Regions from separate parts of the Callithrix jacchus genome. Here region 1 is linked to region 2. The links are chromatin contacts, called in public Hi-C maps. All regions are on one chromosome and are shown on one strand. Each heading gives the region's core, a stretch centred on a gene start, on an enhancer-like site or on the middle of the called end of the contact. The rest is flanking DNA. Distances are from core to core; before and after follow the strand shown. Region 1 has its middle 39 kb from the start of ICOS. Region 2 has its middle 61 kb from the start of CTLA4.

Evidence for each region. Hi-C and Micro-C count contacts between places; a contact is called where the count stands out from the background.
Region 1: a Hi-C map of skeletal muscle shows a contact between it and region 2, with 11 times the contacts expected there. The contact joins two enhancer-like sites. A contact is called at or near these places in 2 of 3 Hi-C or Micro-C datasets (both in skeletal muscle).

What each region holds. Positions count from the first base shown.
Region 1 is chr6:125,221,795-125,226,545 of calJac240_pri, reverse strand. No RefSeq gene overlaps it. Among named protein-coding and RNA genes, the nearest start is that of ICOS, 39 kb to the left of the region's middle. Within about 2 kb of position 1,660, at least 3 of the 16 cell types and tissues checked have an H3K27ac peak or open chromatin away from gene starts, as enhancers often do. A contact at or near this core is called in skeletal muscle, where this site is marked.
Region 2 is chr6:125,120,206-125,124,934 of calJac240_pri, reverse strand. No RefSeq gene overlaps it. Among named protein-coding and RNA genes, the nearest start is that of CTLA4, 61 kb to the left of the region's middle. Within about 2 kb of position 1,919, at least 2 of the 16 cell types and tissues checked have an H3K27ac peak or open chromatin away from gene starts, as enhancers often do. A contact at or near this core is called in skeletal muscle, where this site is marked.

The sequences.
Region 1 (4,751 bases), core at 411-2,910, 100 kb before region 2:
GATGATTGCAATTTATTAAAATATGGAGAAATGTTTCATGAAACTAAACATACTTGAATAAGGTGGGAGTGAAGTATCTCCTATTTTATCGATTACAAAGAAAAGAAACCAATTATTTCTAAAGGTTTCCTGCTCTGCAATCCCAAGATTCCTTCACCTCAGAGCTTTCTACAGTTCCCAAACAGGCCAGCAGAGGGTACTGCTGAATCATACTTAATTCCCTAAACCCACAGCTGTGCAAATGCTTTTGTTCCTTTTCCGAAAAAATAAAAATAAATCATGAACTGGCCCCATAGGCATGCATGCAATGCAGTGTAAGGTACAGGGTTTTTGAAAAAAAATTTTTAACAGTTTTATGCACAGGCTCAGAGCAAATGCAGTGAATTTCTGTATTGCCAACAGTAGCAGGTAAGTCTCAGCAAGAAGAGATGGACAAATTGTCTGATGTGATGATGTTTGCTCCATGAATTGTTCTCTTGAGAGGATTTTGTGTTTGCATTGAGGGAGAAGTCTGCCTGGAAACCGCATTTTCTGTGTGTGTGTGTGTGTGTGTGTGTGGTGTGTGTGTGTGTGTGTGTGTGTGTAGCTTTGCTTTAGGAGGAAGGAAGTGAGAGAGCTTCCATGCAGAGATTTGAAAAGGAAACCGACGTCCTTGGAGGATTGCAATATCCTGGTGAGGGCAGGAAAGTCAGCTGAAATTAATATACATCATCTCATCTTGGTCCCATTCCCACTTCCTCTAACTATAAACACACACCACAGTCATCCTACAAAGCCTACTAAACCAACAATAGTTCCATGCCCCAGAGAGCAAGATGAGTAACTTTTAAATAAAATATGTATTCCCCTTTACCGGGAAGAAACAAAATGAGGTGGCAATGTCTGCTGAGAGCAAGGCATGACCCCTACACCTGAAGAGAATGGACAGATGAGAAGCAGGCATGTCCCAATTCACAGTGAACTTGTGTTCCGAAAGTTCGTTGGCAGGCCATGTTTGGAACTGAGAGAATTATGAAGGCTGGATACAGTCCTAGGACAGCCAAGCACATTCAGTCCCTTGGCTGGGCTATAACCCTGGCAGGGAAGCAGCCTGCTCTGAGCACTTACTACATATTACCACTTTTGTTCAGAATCTTAATTTGCTCTCAAAGGAGTGCTTGAAAGTGGGGATTAGCCCCATTTCACAGATGAGGATTCGGATCTAAGTCAGCTTGTATGATGTTGGTGCAAAAATAATTTCAGTTTTTGCAAATACTTTTAATAGCAATAATAATTTGCTCAAGGTCCAATAGCCAGCAAATGGTGGCGCTCAGCCAATTGGCTTCAGAACTTGTGCCCTGTCGTTTCACTCACTTATACTTATTGAGGCCTTTCAGTGTATCAGGCACTGCTCCAAGTGTGTAACACGCATCATTTCATTACACTCACAATAAGGGTAACGGACAGATAGTGTTATTTCCATTCTACAGATGAGGAAACTGAAGTACAGAGAGATTTAGAAAGTTGTCCACGCTAGGAAGTGATGATGCATGGATTCAAAACCAGGTCATGGGGCTCCAGAACTATTGCTCTGGATGAAACCGACACCCAGAGCATCCTCCAAGACCCTCTGCAGGTGCTCAGGCATTGACAGAGTTACAAATCTTCAGCCTAGAGGCCATAACTGCTAGAGAGGAGAGGACAAAGGCTTGCTTTTCCTGTACTGGACATGACATTGAGTAGCACTTGCTTAGAGCCTATGATGTGCTAGGTTCCATATTTAGCGCTTTATATATATGAGATCATTTGGTTCTGACAGTAGTCCTGGGAGAAAGGAATAGTTGTCCTCATGTTTAAGTAGAAAAACTTGTGCCAGAAAAGTTAGTTCACCTACCTAAGAACATGCAGTTAATAAATAGCAGAGCAAGACTAAAATGTAACATCTGTTTAACTTGGAGGTACTTCCATGAAATATTGTTAAAGGAGAAAAGCAAAATGCAAAAATGTGCATACAATATACATATATAAAGAAATACGTTATTATCACAGAAGTACAGAAGGATATATTTAAGGTTGTTAATCTGGGATAGAGGAGAAGGTGGGGTAAGGATGTATTAAAGTACTTATGTCACACATTTCTGCATCTGTGAAAACGATGTATGTGTAAGTATATGTACATATAAAAAGCTGTGAAACTAAAAAGTTATGAAATTTGCAAAAGTTATAATAGAAAAATTAATTTTAACTTATTAATAGACATTTGCTGAAATGTAATAAAACTTCTTAGTACATTTTATTGTTATGGATGTGTTGTTCTAATCCTGGATTATTAACAGAAATCAAAAGTAAGCATTATATTTAACATTAAAACTCCAGGCATGTTCACATTAAAATCAGGAACAAGGCTAGGAATCCAATTATCATTCTCTGTTATTCAACATTACTCTAGAAGTTCTGGTTCATGCAATAAAACAAGAAGAGGTATGAGGTAACGACTTTAGAAAGGAAGACAAAATATTACACATGCAGATAATTATGTTGTTAAAAACTTATCTATACACACACTCACACATATCAACACAGCGCTGCCTTCATACAACATAGGCCCAACCCCGGGTATGTCAGTTAGGGTTCTCCAGAGAAACGAAATCAGTAGGATATATGTAAATATATAAAAGATGTATACTAGGAATTGGCTCACACAATTATGAAGGCTGCCAAATCTCACTGTATGCCACCTGCAAACTGGAAAACTGGGAGAGCTGATGGTGTAGTTCCAGTTGAAACCCGGAGGCCTGAGGGCCAGGGGAACCAGTGCATGAGTCCCAGTCTAAGTACAAAAGCCCAAGAACCAGTAGCACGGACGTTTAAGGGCACAAGTACATACATGCTGCAGCTTCAAGGGAGTAAATTTGCCTTTCCTTGTTCTGCTCAGGCCCTCAATGGATTGGATAATACCCATCTGCACTTTTCTACTCAGTCTACCAATCCAAATGCTATTCTCTTCCAGAAACACCCTACAGAGACACCTAGAATTAATGTTTTACCAGCTATCTGGCCATCCCTTAACCCAGTCAAGTTGACCCAGTACACTTGGATATCACTTTTAAATTGGCAAAAATTATTGGTACCATTTTACCTTCCTTATTACCTACAACCTACTAGTTTCTACCTCCCCAAGTTTAGTGCTATTACATGCCCCTAAACTGTAAGATTACCATTTTCCTCCTTTTTCTACCCATAATCAAAGCTATTTTCCCCCTAGATAGAGAAAAAATGACCCTCCCAAACTAATGCACAAGAAAGTGTGAATAGCCTTCAAGATCCTCTTACTTTCCTAAATGCTTCTGTATATTTTTTATTAATAATAAATTTTATTTTTAGAGCAGTTTTAGGTTCACAGTAAAACTGAGTGAAAAGTAGACAGTTGCCAAATATCCCCATCCCCACACATACACAACCTATTCCACTATCAAGATTCCCCACCAAAGTGGTACATTTGTTACAATCAATGCACCTTTATTTACACATCATTATCACTCAGAGTTCATGGTTTACATTGGTTCTCTTGGTGTACATTCTATGGGTTGGGACAAACGTATAATGACATATGTCTACCACTGTAGTTTTATGCCGAATAGTTTAATTGCCTTAAAAATTATCTAAGCTCTCCCTATCATCTCTCCCTCCTCCAACCCCTGGCAACTATTCATCTTTTTACTCTCTATCAGTTTTACCTTTTCCAGAATGTCATATAGTTGGAAGTGCACAGTAGGTAGGCTTTTCAGATTGTCTTCTTCCATTTAGTAATATGCATTAACTTTTCCTCCATGTCTTTTCATGGCTTGATAGCTCATTTATGGTTAGCATTGAATAATATTCTATTGTCTGTTTCTCAGCAACAGTAAAAAAAAAATCAAAACATAATATTAAATATTTCATTATCCGGATGTACTACAGTTTATTTATCCCCTCACCTGAAGAAATCTGGTTACTTTTGAGTTTTGGCAATTCTGAAGGAAGCTGCTACAAACATTCATGTGCACGTTTTTGTGTGAATGTAAGTTTTCGATTCATTTGGTAAATACTAAGGAGCAGGATTGCTGGATCATATGGTGAAAGTACATGTAGTTTTGTAAGAAACCTCCAAAATGTCTTCCAAAGTAGCTGTACACATATTGCATTCCCACCAGCAATGAATGAGAATCCCTGGTGTTCTATATCCTCACAGCATTTGGTGTTGTCACCGTTTTCAATTTTGGCCATTCTGATACGGATGTCATGGTACCTCATTGTTGTTTTAATTTGCCACTTCCTAATGACAGATAATGTTAAATATATTTTCATATGCTTACTTACCATCCATATATGGTCTTTTGTGAGATACCATTGAGGTATTTCATACAATTTTAATTGGGTTGTTTAATTTCTCTTTGTCGAATTTTAGGAGCTCTTTTGGATAACAGTCTTTTGTCACATGTGCCTTTTGCCAATATTTCTCCCAGTCAGTGCCTTGTCTTCTCATGCTCATAACATTTTTTTCCCACAGATAAGTTTTTAATTCTAATGAAGTTCAGCTTTTCAATTATTTCTTTCATAGATTGTGCTTTTGGTGTTGTATCTAAAAAGCCATGGTCATACCCAAGATTGTTTAGATTTTCTCCTATGTTATCTTCTAAGAGTGTTAGAATTTTGTGTTTTACATTTAGGTCTATTATCCATTTGAAGTTAATTTTTGTGATGGGGGAGACCTGTGTCTGGTTTCCATTTTT
Region 2 (4,729 bases), core at 670-3,169:
AGATAAATGGGACCTAATTAAGCTTAAGAACTTCTGCACAGCAAAATAAACAATCATTAGAGTGAACTGGCAACCAACAGATCAGGAAAAATTTTTTGCAAGCTACCCATCTGACAAAGAGCTGATATCCAGAATCTACAAAGAACTAAAACAAATTTACAAGAAAAAAACAAACAATCCCACCAAGAAGGTGAAGAATATGAACAGACACTTTTCAAAAGAAGATATTTATGCAGCCAAGAAACATATGAAAAAAAGCTCATCATCACTGGTCATTAAAGAAATGCAAATCAAAACCACATTGAGATACCATCTCATGTCAGTTAGGATGACAATCGTTAAAAAATCTGGAGACAACAGATGCTGGAGAGGATGTGGGAAATAGAAACGCTTTTACACTATTGGTGGGTGTGTAAATTAATTCAACCATTGTGGAAGACAGTGTGGTGATTCCTCAAGGACCTAGAAATAGAAATTCCATTTGACCCAGCAATCCCATTATTGGGTATATATCCAAAGGATTATAACTCTTTCTATTATAAAGACACATGCACATATATTTTTCTTGCAGCACTGTTTACAACAGCAAAGACTTGGGACCAACCCAAATGCCCATCAAGGATTGACTGGATAAAGAAAATGTGGCACACGTACACCATAGAATACTATGCAGCCATAAAAAAGGATGAGTTCATGTCCTTTGCAGGGACATAGATGAATCTGGAAACCACTGTTCTCAGCAAACTGACATAAGAACAGAAAACTAAACACCACATGTTCTCACTCATAGGTGGGTGTTGAACAATGAGAACAGATGGACACAGAGAGGGGAACATCACACACTAGGGTCTGTTGGGGGGTGGGGGACTAGGGGAAGGATAGCAGAGGGTGGGGAAATTGGGGAGGGATAACATTAGGAGAAATGCCTAATGTAGGTGACAACGGGATGGAGGCAGCAAACCACCATGGCATGTGTATACCTATGTAATAATCTTGCCAGATCTGACCATGTACCCCAGAACTTAAAGTAAAATTTTTAAAAAATCAATATATATTCCTAAATACAAATGCTTGGGATTTTCTCTTGTCAAACTGATGATTATGGTGTTAGCCAAACTGGATTCAAAGATTTTGGCCAACTCTGTATGTATAGCGTGAGCAACCCCCTGAGCCTACAAGGGTTTACTCAAACTTAAGGGGTGTCAGTGACTCCTCTTCTTATTTGACCTCATTCCCCAGGAAGCCTACTATTACCATGATACAACTATAAATTCCTAGTGTCCTCCCTCCCCTGGGTCATTCTCACATCTCTTCAGTAGTCAAATGACCAGGACTGCCTATATGCCAGTTCCTATTTTTGTCACAGCTTTGCAAAACCAGGTGCTTCCTGCTGGCAACCAAAAGCAATTCTCTCATGAGTGTCAAATCGTGCTGACAAGACACTCACAGGGCCCAGGGCCATGTGAGACAACAGTTTTCCACAAAACTCTGTGAGTGGTTTTTCAAAACCATCTTGACACTAACAGCTGAGGCAGGTGTCCCTGGCAGCTCTGCTATACCACTTTAGCACACCGCAGATGCTAAGACCCAGGATTCCTTCCAGACACCACTTTGTGCATTCTATGTCAGCCCTGACTCTCACACATCTCTCCAGGACTCATCTTCTTTAATTTTCCCCAAAGTCTGCACCCAAATTAGCCTTCTGGATTACCTTTTCGATTTCTCATCCTCAAAATTAAAAAAAAAAGTTGAAGGGTTGTCCTGTGGCCATGATTAATCTTTCCAGTCTGTCCTTGCACTCTGGGAAATAGCTTATCTCAAGTAATGGAAGGAGACAGAGAAAAGTCTCCTTCCCATTTTCCTGAGTTTAGTGGTCTCGTCATGCTCCAGCCAGAGCCCTCTCTGCACAGTCACCATCCTATTCCACCCTTGCGGGTAGGAGGAAAGACAGAGCTTGCATCCCAGAGTGATGCCCTCCTGTCCCCACAGGACCAGGGAGGAATTAGAAGACGGAGGCCCACTCCATTACTGTGCTGGGAAAATGACACCCACAGTATTCTCTCCCCTAACCATACCATGAGTTGATGAGTGGGCACATTTGGTCACCTTTAGCCTACCTTCTAAAATAAACCTCCAAAGAAAACTTAATAATGAAATAGGTACCGTTTTGTTACTGTTGTCCCCTCCGGACCCCTCCATGTCCCTCTTCCTGGATAAGGGGGTTATAGGCACAGTGCCATACTTGCCATAGAAAGAAGGCTGATGTTGGACATGGAATCTGAGCTCTGAAAAGTACAAATATGATGGACACATAGAGCCAATCTGAGGGATCTGGCAAGACCTCCTTGACGAAGTGAGTTTCAAGCTGAGATAAAGGGATGGAGAGCAGTTCCCAGGACACAGAGAGTTTCTAGCAGAGCAGGCAACAGATGCAAATGCCCCTGGTAATGGAGACCATAGTGCTTTCCAGAAACTGAAAGAGACCAATGTGGTTGAACCAGAGAGAAGGAGAGGGAGCTTCACACAGAAACAGGAAGATAAAATAGACATGGAGATCCAAAGGAAGGAAGCTAGTTGTGAGGCAGCCTTGTGAGAAACTTGTGTCCTCTTTCTGCATGAAGCTCTCTTGAACTGCAGACACAGAACATAAGGAGCAGGTGGTCTTTTCCACCAGCCTATCCTTTCTCCCTGAGGCCTTCAAATCTTTTCAAACCCAGAAGCCACCTCATCCCCTCTAAAAAGTCCTCCCTGACTTCCCATGCCTACTGCCCACCTACCACCCGTCTTGCCCTTCACAGCACTTCCAGGTTTCCTCTGTCACAATCCGTGGCTTCCCCTACCCCAGTTGATGCTAAAAATAAAGCATTAGAACAATAGAAAGCAGAAATCACTCCAACTCCTGGTCCCCTTTTCCTGTAGCCTGGGGGAAAATACAAGCCTTACAGTACTTTTCTAAATGACGGCTTCATCTTTTAATGCAGAGGGAAGAATTTCCTGGCTATTAAAAACACACTAAAAAATGGAATTCAGGCATCCAGGTCCTTCCTCATGCATGTCTCAATATAAATTTCCCCCCTTATTCCAAAGAAATAATTATTTAACATCACAAAAAGTGTTTTATCTATCAAAAACAAAAGCATACTGAAAAAATGGCTTTTGTAGACAAAAAGGAGGTATAACTAGTTTAACAGAAACATCAGCTTTGTGTCTGAAGGTGTCACAGCCTACTCCCCTGTAACTGCAATGAAACATATGAACCCATAGATGGCAGAAGGTGACTGCTAAATAAATACCTAGTTCCACCCCTCACAGAATCAGTCAGCTCTAAACAGTGCAAGGCAGAAGCCTCAGGTCCATCCATCTTTGCAACAGCCACTGTACTGGTAGTGTAGCTTCCACTTCCCTATTACAGTTGGATAATCATAGAAGAGGACTCAGATTTCACCATTTCCAAAACACTTTCTGGCATTTTAAATTCCATGCTACATGAAAACTAACCCAATTCCTCACATCCTGGTGCAGTCATCCCAGTCCCATCTTCAGTGAGCAATATCTGGTACACATGCACTACATCCAAATCCCAAGTGGCTCAGCACTGTGACTCATGCCTGTCATCCCAGTACTTTGGGAGTCCAAGGCAGGAGAGTCACTTGAGAACAGGAGTTCAAGTCCAGCCTGGTCAACAGAGCAAGACCCTATCTCTAAAAACAAAAATAAAAGTAAAAAAATTAGCTGGGCATGGTGGCACACACCTGTGGTCCCAGCTACTTGGGAGGCTGAGGCTGGAGGCTCCTGACATGAAAAACAGTGCAGAGCTGCTCTTCCTCTCATGGGATGCTTATCCCTGAACTTCATGTTACCTGAGGGAAATGAGAACCCAGGTCTGGTTTAAACCAGTGTTTTTCAGGTCTCTGCTACCTGCAGCTGAACACAACCCCTAACCAATTCAGCATGTCAACCGCTACTGTTGTCATTGTTGCTATCGGTTTTATTATCAAGAAAGGGGTACCCCAGGCCAGGGTTGCTTTGACAATGTCACAAACACTGAGAGGACCCGAGATGTGAAATGAGTTGTCCACCGGCATAATCATGTGAAGCTGGAGGATCTGCAGAAACAGCCCTGCCTGTCCCAGTGCCACAGATGCCATCATAACATATGGAGACATCACGGCGTGTCCCCTGAGACAGCCGAGTTGATTGATGTGCTTTCTTCTCTGAGAGTGCAAGTGTGAAGAGTTTTTTCTCTGTTCCTCAGAGTAGACAGTGGACTGGGAGGCATCTGACTTGCTCTTCCCTGCTACATTTAAAGGGAAGCTGAAGGTTTCTCTAGCCATATTTCTCCAGTTCTGGTGAAGAGGTCACCAGCACGGATGGGCTGACATAATTGGGGTGAGTCACTCACCACCTCATAGCACTTTAACTTCCTCTGCTTCACTGACCTTCACCTGCACTCTTTCCCATTCACTCTTTCCACACTTCCTGGTGCAGGCACACCCTGGACCTTGCCCTCAGCAGGAACTGCGCCACCAGAATCTTGATGTCTGGTATTCCAGGTCTCACTGCCCCACCCTCCTCTTCTACATCCTACCCCTCCGCTTTCATTCTTTGGCTTCCTAATGGTCAATCCCATGGGAGTGTATGTTGGTTCCAGGAGATTCTGCACTATCTATCAATATTTCAGGTGCATGTGTCATACATCCCAGCAGTTCTATTCCTAGGCACTTACCCT